Linked DNA regions of Mus musculus: all the other regions are linked to region 1. The links are chromatin contacts, called in public Hi-C and HiChIP or PLAC-seq maps. All regions are on one chromosome and are shown on one strand. The core of a region is the stretch at or near the end of the contact, and the rest is flanking DNA. Distances in the headings are between cores, read along the strand shown. Region 1 overlaps Ppcdc (phosphopantothenoylcysteine decarboxylase). Region 2 holds the start of 1700017B05Rik (RIKEN cDNA 1700017B05 gene). Region 3 has its middle 6.3 kb from the start of Gm46115.

Region 1 (2,700 bases), core at 150-2,649:
AAAATCTCAAGGCCTGGTGGGCTACAGAATGAATCTCTAAAGAAAGTAAAGAGGGCTGGAGCAGAGTGCTTGTGGCAGAGTGCTTGTGTAGTGAGTGGGAAACCCCAGGCTCACTCATTTCCCAGGATGGTGTGTAAAAGAAAGGCGGACACTAGTATCCTTATTTGCTTATGAGGCGCTCTTCTGGGAAGCTGCTGGTGACCCAAGCATTGTTAGACTAAGAATATAGGATGGGAGGAACACCCTCCCTGATGCTGTGGCCAGGAGCAGACTGGGAAGGACAGGGAAGCAGAGCTGGGTATAGCATGGTTGTCACTGCCTAGTAGAAACTGGAGAGGGGGTACTCAGCCGTGCACCCTGCTGCGCTCCCATTGGGAGGTTAGCAGCAGCTGATGTGATAAAACACTCCAACCTCAGAGCTGAACCCCAGCCACTTTCTTAGGCTTCCTCCTTCCCTCTGAAGATGCAGGCCACCCCCCTTGTTGTTGATGTTATTGTTATTGCTGTTATATGCGCTGCTCCTCCCCCATTAGAAACAGTCTTGAGCTGAGTTGGAGAGATGGCTCAGAGGTTAAGAGCACTGGGTGCTCTTTCAGAGGACTGGGGTTTGATTCCTAGTACCCACGTGGAGGTTCACAACTGTCTGTAACATCAGTCTCGAGATCTGGCATCTTCTTTTGGCCTTGGTGGGCACCAGGCACACTTGTGATACACAGACATATATGTGGTCAAGACATGTAAAACAAATATAATGTCATGTAGACCAACTGGCCTGGAAATCCTGATCCCCTCTCTCTTCCTTCCCCAGGTGGGATTGCAGGCATGGCCTGAGGGCCTGGCTTTTTTTTCTTCCAGGCTGCTTGCTACACCTCTGTTTTTGAGGTTTTCTTCTTCAGAATTGGCTGGACAGTGGAACATGTTCCCCAAACTAAGCATTTGCCTCAGTTTCCCTTGAAGACAGATGTCTGACACAATCCCTGGTGTTACGGTTTGAGCTGTTGGCACTCTAGGTGGTGTGGCCACCTCCTCCTCAGTATCTTCTTAGAGACCTGAAGGATGCTCAGCCTGCTCCCTCTTTGCAGGCAGTTGTCTCCAGCATTGGAAGGATGCTGGAGAGGAGCCTGCTAGATGTTCTCAGTCCTGCTCTCCAGGCCCTATGCCTGGGGATGGCTGTCTCCGTCTGTTCTGGCCTGGCTTCTGTGCTAAGTTGTCAGGTCCAGAAAGAGGAGTCGATGCCCCAGGTTGCCAGTCTGACGCTAGTCTCTGGACTGGGATCCAGCCGTCTGCCATGCCTGAGCAGATTCCCAGGGCCAAGGCTGAGGCACCCAGCATGCTGCCAGCCACTTGGCTGGAGCGGCAGTGTCCTCTTCCCTTCCTACTGCTAGTTGCTTCAGAGGAGCTGTGGTTTGTCCAGGAAACACTGAGCTGCGAGTCAGACAGTTGGGAAGTAGCCCTGCCGAGGGCAGACAGGTTGGAGTTTGCTGTGGTCAGCATGCTCTGTTTTGAGGGTTCTTAGAGCCCAGCCCCACCCCGTTCCTACACCACTCATCAAGGGTCCTTTCTAGGTTTGCTTATGACTCTGTCAAAGCAGCAGGTAGCACAGAGCCAAGAAGAAATGTGACTGAAGGTGTCCACCCACAGCCAGCTTGTCTTCTTGAGAGGAGCTGGTGGGAGACCAATGTTGATGCCTGGGACGAGGCAAGCAACCAGATTCCAGACTGTTTGCTGTCCCAGGAGGGGGCAGGGGCACTCGGGACTCGGGACTCTTTCTGAGCAGGGGTGTCATAGTTGCTGTATCCCCGGGAGCTCTCAGGAGGAGGTGGCTGCTGAAGTCAGAGCACAGGAAACCCGTTTCTTCAGGAGCAGTCTGTGGCCTCCCAAGCCTGGGCCTGGGGTAATGCAGGAACCCTAGCTGTGGGACCCGTACTTAGTACCAGGCTCTCAGCTGAGAATGTTGAAAGCTTTTGCATTTTTGCTGGGACCTGGGGGTACCCACCGCTGACATCAGCTCTTAGGAAAGCAGGGGACCAAGAGTAGAAGGTCTTCTGTCACATTGTCAGTTCAGAGGCCAACCTGGGCTACGTGAGATTGTGCCTCAAAAAACTACTACTATACCACACCACCATTAAAAACATTCACAGTCTTTTTAATTAAAAAATTATTTTATTTTATTTTGAAACAGGATCTATGTAGCCTTTGGTGGCCTAGAAGTTGCTATGTAAACCAGGCTGGCTTCAAACTGGGAGAGCTGTGTATGCCTCTGCCTCCCTAGGGCTAGGATCAAAGGAGTATGCTACAGTGCCCAACTTTTTCCTTTCTTTTTAAAATGATTTTCATTTATTTGTTTGTTTTATTGTATGTGGGTACACTATAGCTAGCTGTACAGATGGTTGTGAGCCTTCGTGTGATTGTTGGGATTGAATTTTTAGGACCTCTGCTCACTCTGGGCTACCCTGCTCCGGTTGGCCCTTCTTGGCTTGGGTAGTTCCTTGGCAGGCTCGGTCCCTGCTCGCTCCAGCCCAAAGATTTCTTTATTATTATAGATAAGTACACTGTAGCTGACTTCAGTCGCACCAGAAGAGGGCGTCAGATCTCATTATGGGTGGTTGTGAGCCACTGTGTGGTTGATGGGAATTGAACTCCGGACCTTTGGAAGAGCAGTCAGTGCTCTTACCAGCTGAGCCATCTCGCCAGCCCCAA
Region 2 (2,700 bases), core at 189-2,688, 150 kb after region 1:
TGTTAAAGCATGTTAGTAAGATACAAAACCCAGGCAACCTGGGCTTCTGTCCCAATTTGCAATGTGATTTGGAAAGCCCCAAACCTCAGAGTCTCTCCTCTATTTGTCTAGCCTCTATTTGTAAAAAAATCTTCCAGCTCTAATCCAAGAGACACCCTCCCCTTCTCCTTGAGTGACCTCACTTCCTCTTCCTAATCCTACCTGGAGCCCAGCCCCTCCGCCCCAGCCCCATCTTCTCCCATACCTGTGCCCTCAGCTCTGTTCTGACTCAGGCAGTCCTGATCTTTGGGTCAAGATGGGTGTTCTGAGTGGTTTTGCCCCAAAAACTAATTTTGATCTCTATGGTGTTCAACTATTCTTCACCATGCGACCCTGCCTTGGCCTTGGGCAGTCCTGGAACTGCAAGGATTAGATTCCTTCCAAGAAAGAGGTGCTAGCGCTGAGCTGGGCAAGGCCCCACAACCAGATGGGCTAGAGTCCAGGTGAACAGAGGCAGTGGGTTTCCCAGCCCCTTTCTGCAACACATCAGCTTGGCTAGGGATGCTTCATCCCATCAGCTTTCCAGGTTGCTCATGCTCAGACCGGTTCTGGTGCGACACATTTGCCAGAAAGGCTCAGATGCCCACCAAGGCCGCTTGGCAATATCTCCAGAGTCTCATTCCTGGCCCACTCCAGGTCACTAGGAGCTGATATATACTCGTCTGTACTTTACCTCATAAGTCCTTCTTAATTTCCTAATGCAACTTGTTTGTTGAGGAAGTTAGGGCTGCCTCGAGATATCCTTTAGCATTTTTATTGTCTTGCTAGGAACTGAGTGTGGTGGTCCAAGCTTTTGACTGCAGCACTCAGAAGGCTGAGGCTGGTGTGTCTCTGAGTTCACGGCCAGCCTGGTCTACATAGTAAGTTCCCAGACAGCCACAGCTATATAGTGTGACCTTCCCAAACAAAACAAAGCAAAAGCAAAACAAAAAAAAAAAAAGGACTGCTAGATAGCCCAGGCTCAGCTCAAACTCTCAGCAATTCCCCTGCCTCAGCCTCCCATACCCCAATTTATGTGCTACACATCTTTTCGAAGCCTGATGGCCCTATTTCTAAGAGGCAGAATATCACTTTTACAAATGAGGAAACTGAAGCTCATAGAGGTTAAGTGGCAGGTCCAAGGTCACATGGCTAGAAAGTAGCAAGGAATGAATGATCTAACGGAATGACTGAATGAGGGCTTACGATCGCCCTCGGGGCAGAGGTTTGAGGAAGGAGGCGAGCGAAGACTGTGCACAAAGCCAGAGGCCGGGTCGCGGGAAAGTTGGTTCCACTCAGGCCTTCGGCACGGGAGGACCCAGGGGAGCGCAGGCTCCCAGAGGCACAGCCGGGTTCTGCCCCCACTCAACGGCCCGCCCCGCCCCCGCCCCGCCCCCGCCCCGCCCCGCTCGGGACCACAAACGGCGCCCAGCGGCAGCACGAACGGTCGCGCGGAACGTCTCTCTGGGCTAGCTGCCTGCCGCGACTTCCCGCGCAAGGCCGGCGGGACAGGGACCCGCAGCCTAGGCGGCGCTGAAAGATGCCGCGGCTGCTCCGGGTGGCGGCCGCTAGAAGCCTGGTGCTCTGAAGGTAGGAGCTCGCCTACCCGGCAGGCGCGGAAACTTGGGCCGAGTTTGCGGGCGGCGCGTGGGCAAGGGGCGGGTGGCCCTGCCCCAGGGCGCCCCTACCGGCCAGCCCCAGGACGGAGCGCGGGGACCGGGGCCCAGGTGCTGAGGCTTCGGGCGGTCAGACTACGGGGCCCAGTCATACCGCTGCCCAGACTTTGCCAGGACTTGGATGCTCCCTGGGCCTGGTAGAGCTCCGGAGCCACAGCACTGCCTGGGCGTTAGGGCTGGCGAAGAGTCAGGCGGATCCCTCGGGCCTCTCGCGGGGCCAGGCTCACGCGGATTGCCGGGCGCCGATTCGGGGTGGCGGTGGGGGGTTGGGATTGGTGGCGGCGGGCGCTGAGGTGCCGCGGGGCCGTGGACGAACCCTGTTGGAACAGGACCGCCTGCGGTTTCCTAGCCACTGCTTGACTCACTCTCTGGCCACAGCCCAAGCTGGCGGGATCGTCCCGAAGGAGGTGGCTGCCCAGACTTTGAGGCCGCCCCCCCCCCAGCCCCCCAGCCTTCTGGACCTCAGTGCAGTCTGCGGGCATCGATCCGTGGGGTTCCCAGTGCGAATCTCCTGACTTTTTTACACGTTTACGTGAGCTAAGGAAGGGCACCGTTGGGCAGTGGGGGGCATGTGTGCAGATTCGGGCCATGCATGTACGTGTAGGAACAGCTTTGCATGCGTGGCCCACGGCAGTCTGTGTGTCAGCCTGCCGGGGTGCACGTGCGTTGCAGAGGCGCGGAGAGAGAGGCTTGGGGACACCCGGAAGCCTGGTGTGGCGGTGGGGCGCCAGTTCCCTACTGAAGCCGGCTGGCTGTGAGCCACTGGCACGAGGGTCACGGGCGGGGCCGGGAGAGGGAAATTAGGAGCGGAGCATCCGGGGAGACCCTTTCTCTCAAACTGAGAAGTGTGGGCTGCTCCACGTTGAGTGAGTGCTCAGAACCTCAGCACGCAAAGTTTTTAGAAGACTGGTATCTGTTAGAGCGGAGAGAATACTGATGCGGGCCTCAACTTGGCTGGGATCGCGCTCTTCATGAGGCCCCAAGGATGTGACGTGGAAATGGACCC
Region 3 (2,700 bases), core at 73-2,572, 210 kb after region 1:
AGACACTCCAGAAGAGGGCATCAAACACCATTACAGATGGTTGTGAGCCACCATGTGGTTGCTGGGAATTGAACTCAGGACCTCTAGAAGAGCAGTCAGTGCTCTTAACCATTGAGCCATCTCTTTGTTAACCCTTTTTAACCAAAAATAAATCCTCAAAAAAAACTTTCCCCCTCATACTTACTCTTTTTTAAAAATTATTTTTCTAAAAAAAAAAATTGAATCCAAATAACATACATGGCATGTTATAGCAAACTAAGATTATCTGTACACACACTGTAGTGGGCTACTAAACTATAATTATACCATCGCAGAAAAGTATTATTAATACTTCAGCTGCTAAATCTACTAGGAAAACTGGTCTTTGGTAACTTAAGATGAGCCATAAATTGTTATACAATGTATCTTTGTCCTAAAGGTTATGAGAACTGCTTAACTGCTCATTATCAAGAGTTGGAATCCTGAGGGCGAAGCCCATGTGACCTGATCTATGTCCTTCTCCAAACACACACACACACACACACACACACACACACACACACACACACACACACACAATATATGCAATATACAAAATACTTCAAAATATACATATATTATACATTTATGTATATATAATACACATATGTAATATACTATATATATAAAATAATACATATACATGTACACACATAAGTATGTATAGTAGGAAAGGGGGAAGAGAACTGTTAAATTTGTGATAGAAAGACCAGTTCCAAAATTTTGAACCAAATTGGAAGCAAGCGTTAATTAAATACTTACTGCGGTTATTGTGAGAAGGTGTGTCTGCTAGCTTGAGGAGCTTGCTGCCCCACGGAGAGAGAACTTTCAGGAATTTGCTGTCTGACTGAGAAGCTGCAGGCTCAAGCTTCTGAACTGGTAATGGATTAAGTTTGAAAGCAGTAAAAGAAACAAGTAGAAACAGTTAGAAGTGTACTTTGCTGTTGAAATAAGGGAAATATTTAGTTTGAGAATAATAAAGTCAAGTCTCTGAAGGAAGGAGAGAATTAGATTAAAACTGAAAATATATTTTGTTAAGATGTGGAATATACAATGGCAGAGGGCAAGTGGACCCGGTATAATTTTATTTCATATATCAGCATAGAAATATATGTTTGGTAATGACCACAATTTTCAATGCTCTCTTTAAGGAAAGATCAGAATAAAGCAGACTTTGATAAGGAGAAGATTGAGAAATGGAATTCCAGATTAAAAGTGATAGAACAGAGATTAGAGGATCCTGTAGATAAGAATAAAGAAACCTTCAGACAAATCCAATCTTGAGCCCACGGCGCCACCTACAGGATGGCCCATTAGAAAACCCACAACTAATTTTCCAGTTACTGTAAGAGAAGTAGCTCCAGGAGAGAGAAATCATACTGGCTTGAAGTATTTGGCTGCTGGCAGCCTATAGAAATACTAGACTTAAAAAGACTTAATGAAGCAATAATGTCTTATAGCATGCATTCACCCTACGTGAAACAGATAATAACTGGGCCATGCAAAAATTGTATAATTCCAAAAGATTAGAGAGATTTGATGTCATCCATGTTAGAACCTGGCCCTCAACTACGGTGGCTGACATGGTAGACAGATGAGGCTTCAGTTATGGAGCAACAGAATCAAACTAGAGATATTAATATTGTCAAGGATCAGTTGCTAGGTGGAGGTTAATATTCTGAACTAGAGTACAAATTATGTTTTTTTTGATGCCACCTTAAAGTAATGTCATTTAAATGCTTGGGACAAGGTTGAACAAGGGAAAATGATCTGGATCATTTACAAAGATAACCCAGGGTTCAGACAAACCCTTTGGCTGACTTCTTTTTTTTTTTAAAAAAAACAAAGATTAACTTCAGCTCTAAATAGAGCAATATCAGATACAGATGCTAGAGAAATAATTGAGTCTTTTGCTTCTGAGAAAGCTAATGCTGAATGCAAAAAGACTGTTAGATCTTTAAGAGCCAGATCTGTACCAATTTTTTAAAGATTTATTTTATTATTATTATATATATGTAAGTACACTGTAGCTGTCTTCAGACACACCAGAAGAGGGTGTCAGATCTCATTACAGATGGTTGTGAGCCACCACCATGTGGTTGCTGGGATTTGAACTCAGGAACTTCGGAAGGGCAGTCAGTGCTCTTAACCACTGAGCCATCTCTGGTACCCGATCTGTACCTATTTATGAGTGGATTAAAACTACTTCAGATATTGGATGTAATGCTTACAATTTAGTTGTGGATGGACAGACAATGGCAGAAGATATGAGAGCTCAGGCTGTCCAATGCTATGGCTGTGGAGAACCAAGCCAGCTCCTAAAGGACTGTGAGCAAACAGGATACATTTTTCTCTAATGAATGTCCCTAGGGGGCTGGAGAGATGGCACAGAGGTTAAGAGCACTGACTGCTGTTCCAGAGGTCCTGAGTTCAATTCCCAGCAACCACATGGTGGCTCACAACCATCTGTAATGGGATCTGATGCCCTCTTCTGATGTGCCTGCAGACAGTGTACTCACATTTTATAATAAACAAATTTTTTAAAAATGATAACCCTGGAATATGTAAAAGATGCAGAAGATGGGCACACAACGCTTATGAATGTAGTTCATCCAGAGATATTAGAGGCAATTCCTTATGGTCAGAAAACTGTCTAAGGGGCTTTGCTTGGGCCCCAACAAA

Evidence for each region. Hi-C and Micro-C count contacts between places; a contact is called where the count stands out from the background. HiChIP or PLAC-seq counts read pairs in DNA pulled down with a chosen protein or histone mark.
Region 2: a contact with region 1 is called in an H3K4me3 HiChIP or PLAC-seq map of bone marrow-derived macrophages, with 7 times the contacts expected there. The contact joins the promoter of 1700017B05Rik here to the enhancer-like site in region 1. A contact is called at or near these places in 12 of 39 promoter capture datasets (the 3T3-L1 cell line, the C10 cell line, Sertoli cells and 8 more), 5 of 15 datasets of contacts at CTCF or cohesin (CD8 T cells, the NIH/3T3 cell line, large pre-B cells and 1 more), 106 of 484 Hi-C or Micro-C datasets (the 63-12 cell line, the AML12 cell line, B cells and 73 more), 49 of 115 datasets of contacts at active chromatin or transcription factors (the 230-238 cell line, CD8 T cells, DN3 thymocytes and 35 more) and 3 of 9 other capture datasets (adipose tissue, liver and pancreatic islet).
Region 3: a Hi-C map of bone marrow-derived macrophages shows a contact between it and region 1, with 25 read pairs. The contact joins two enhancer-like sites. A contact is called at or near these places in 1 of 15 datasets of contacts at CTCF or cohesin (CD8 T cells), 5 of 484 Hi-C or Micro-C datasets (bone marrow-derived macrophages, embryonic stem cells and pre-B cells), 21 of 115 datasets of contacts at active chromatin or transcription factors (CD8 T cells, the HPC-7 cell line, astrocytes and 11 more) and 3 of 9 other capture datasets (adipose tissue, liver and pancreatic islet).

The regions. Positions count from the first base shown.
Region 1 is chr9:57,416,195-57,418,894 of GRCm38.p6, reverse strand. All of the region lies in intron 5 of Ppcdc (phosphopantothenoylcysteine decarboxylase), which reads left to right. Among named protein-coding and RNA genes, the nearest start is that of Ppcdc, 23 kb to the left of the region's middle. Within about 2 kb of position 1,399, at least 30 of the 459 cell types and tissues checked have an H3K27ac peak or open chromatin away from gene starts, as enhancers often do. A contact at or near this core is called in the 63-12 cell line, the HPC-7 cell line, the SCID.adh cell line and 6 more, where this site is marked.
Region 2 is chr9:57,261,337-57,264,036 of GRCm38.p6, reverse strand. 1700017B05Rik (RIKEN cDNA 1700017B05 gene) reads left to right here and starts at 1,438. Exons shown (of 3, transcript NM_028820.2): 1 at 1,438-1,608.
Region 3 is chr9:57,208,108-57,210,807 of GRCm38.p6, reverse strand. No RefSeq gene overlaps it. Among named protein-coding and RNA genes, the nearest start is that of Gm46115, 6.3 kb to the right of the region's middle. Within about 2 kb of position 1,322, at least 1 of the 459 cell types and tissues checked has an H3K27ac peak or open chromatin away from gene starts, as enhancers often do. A contact at or near this core is called in bone marrow-derived macrophages, where this site is marked.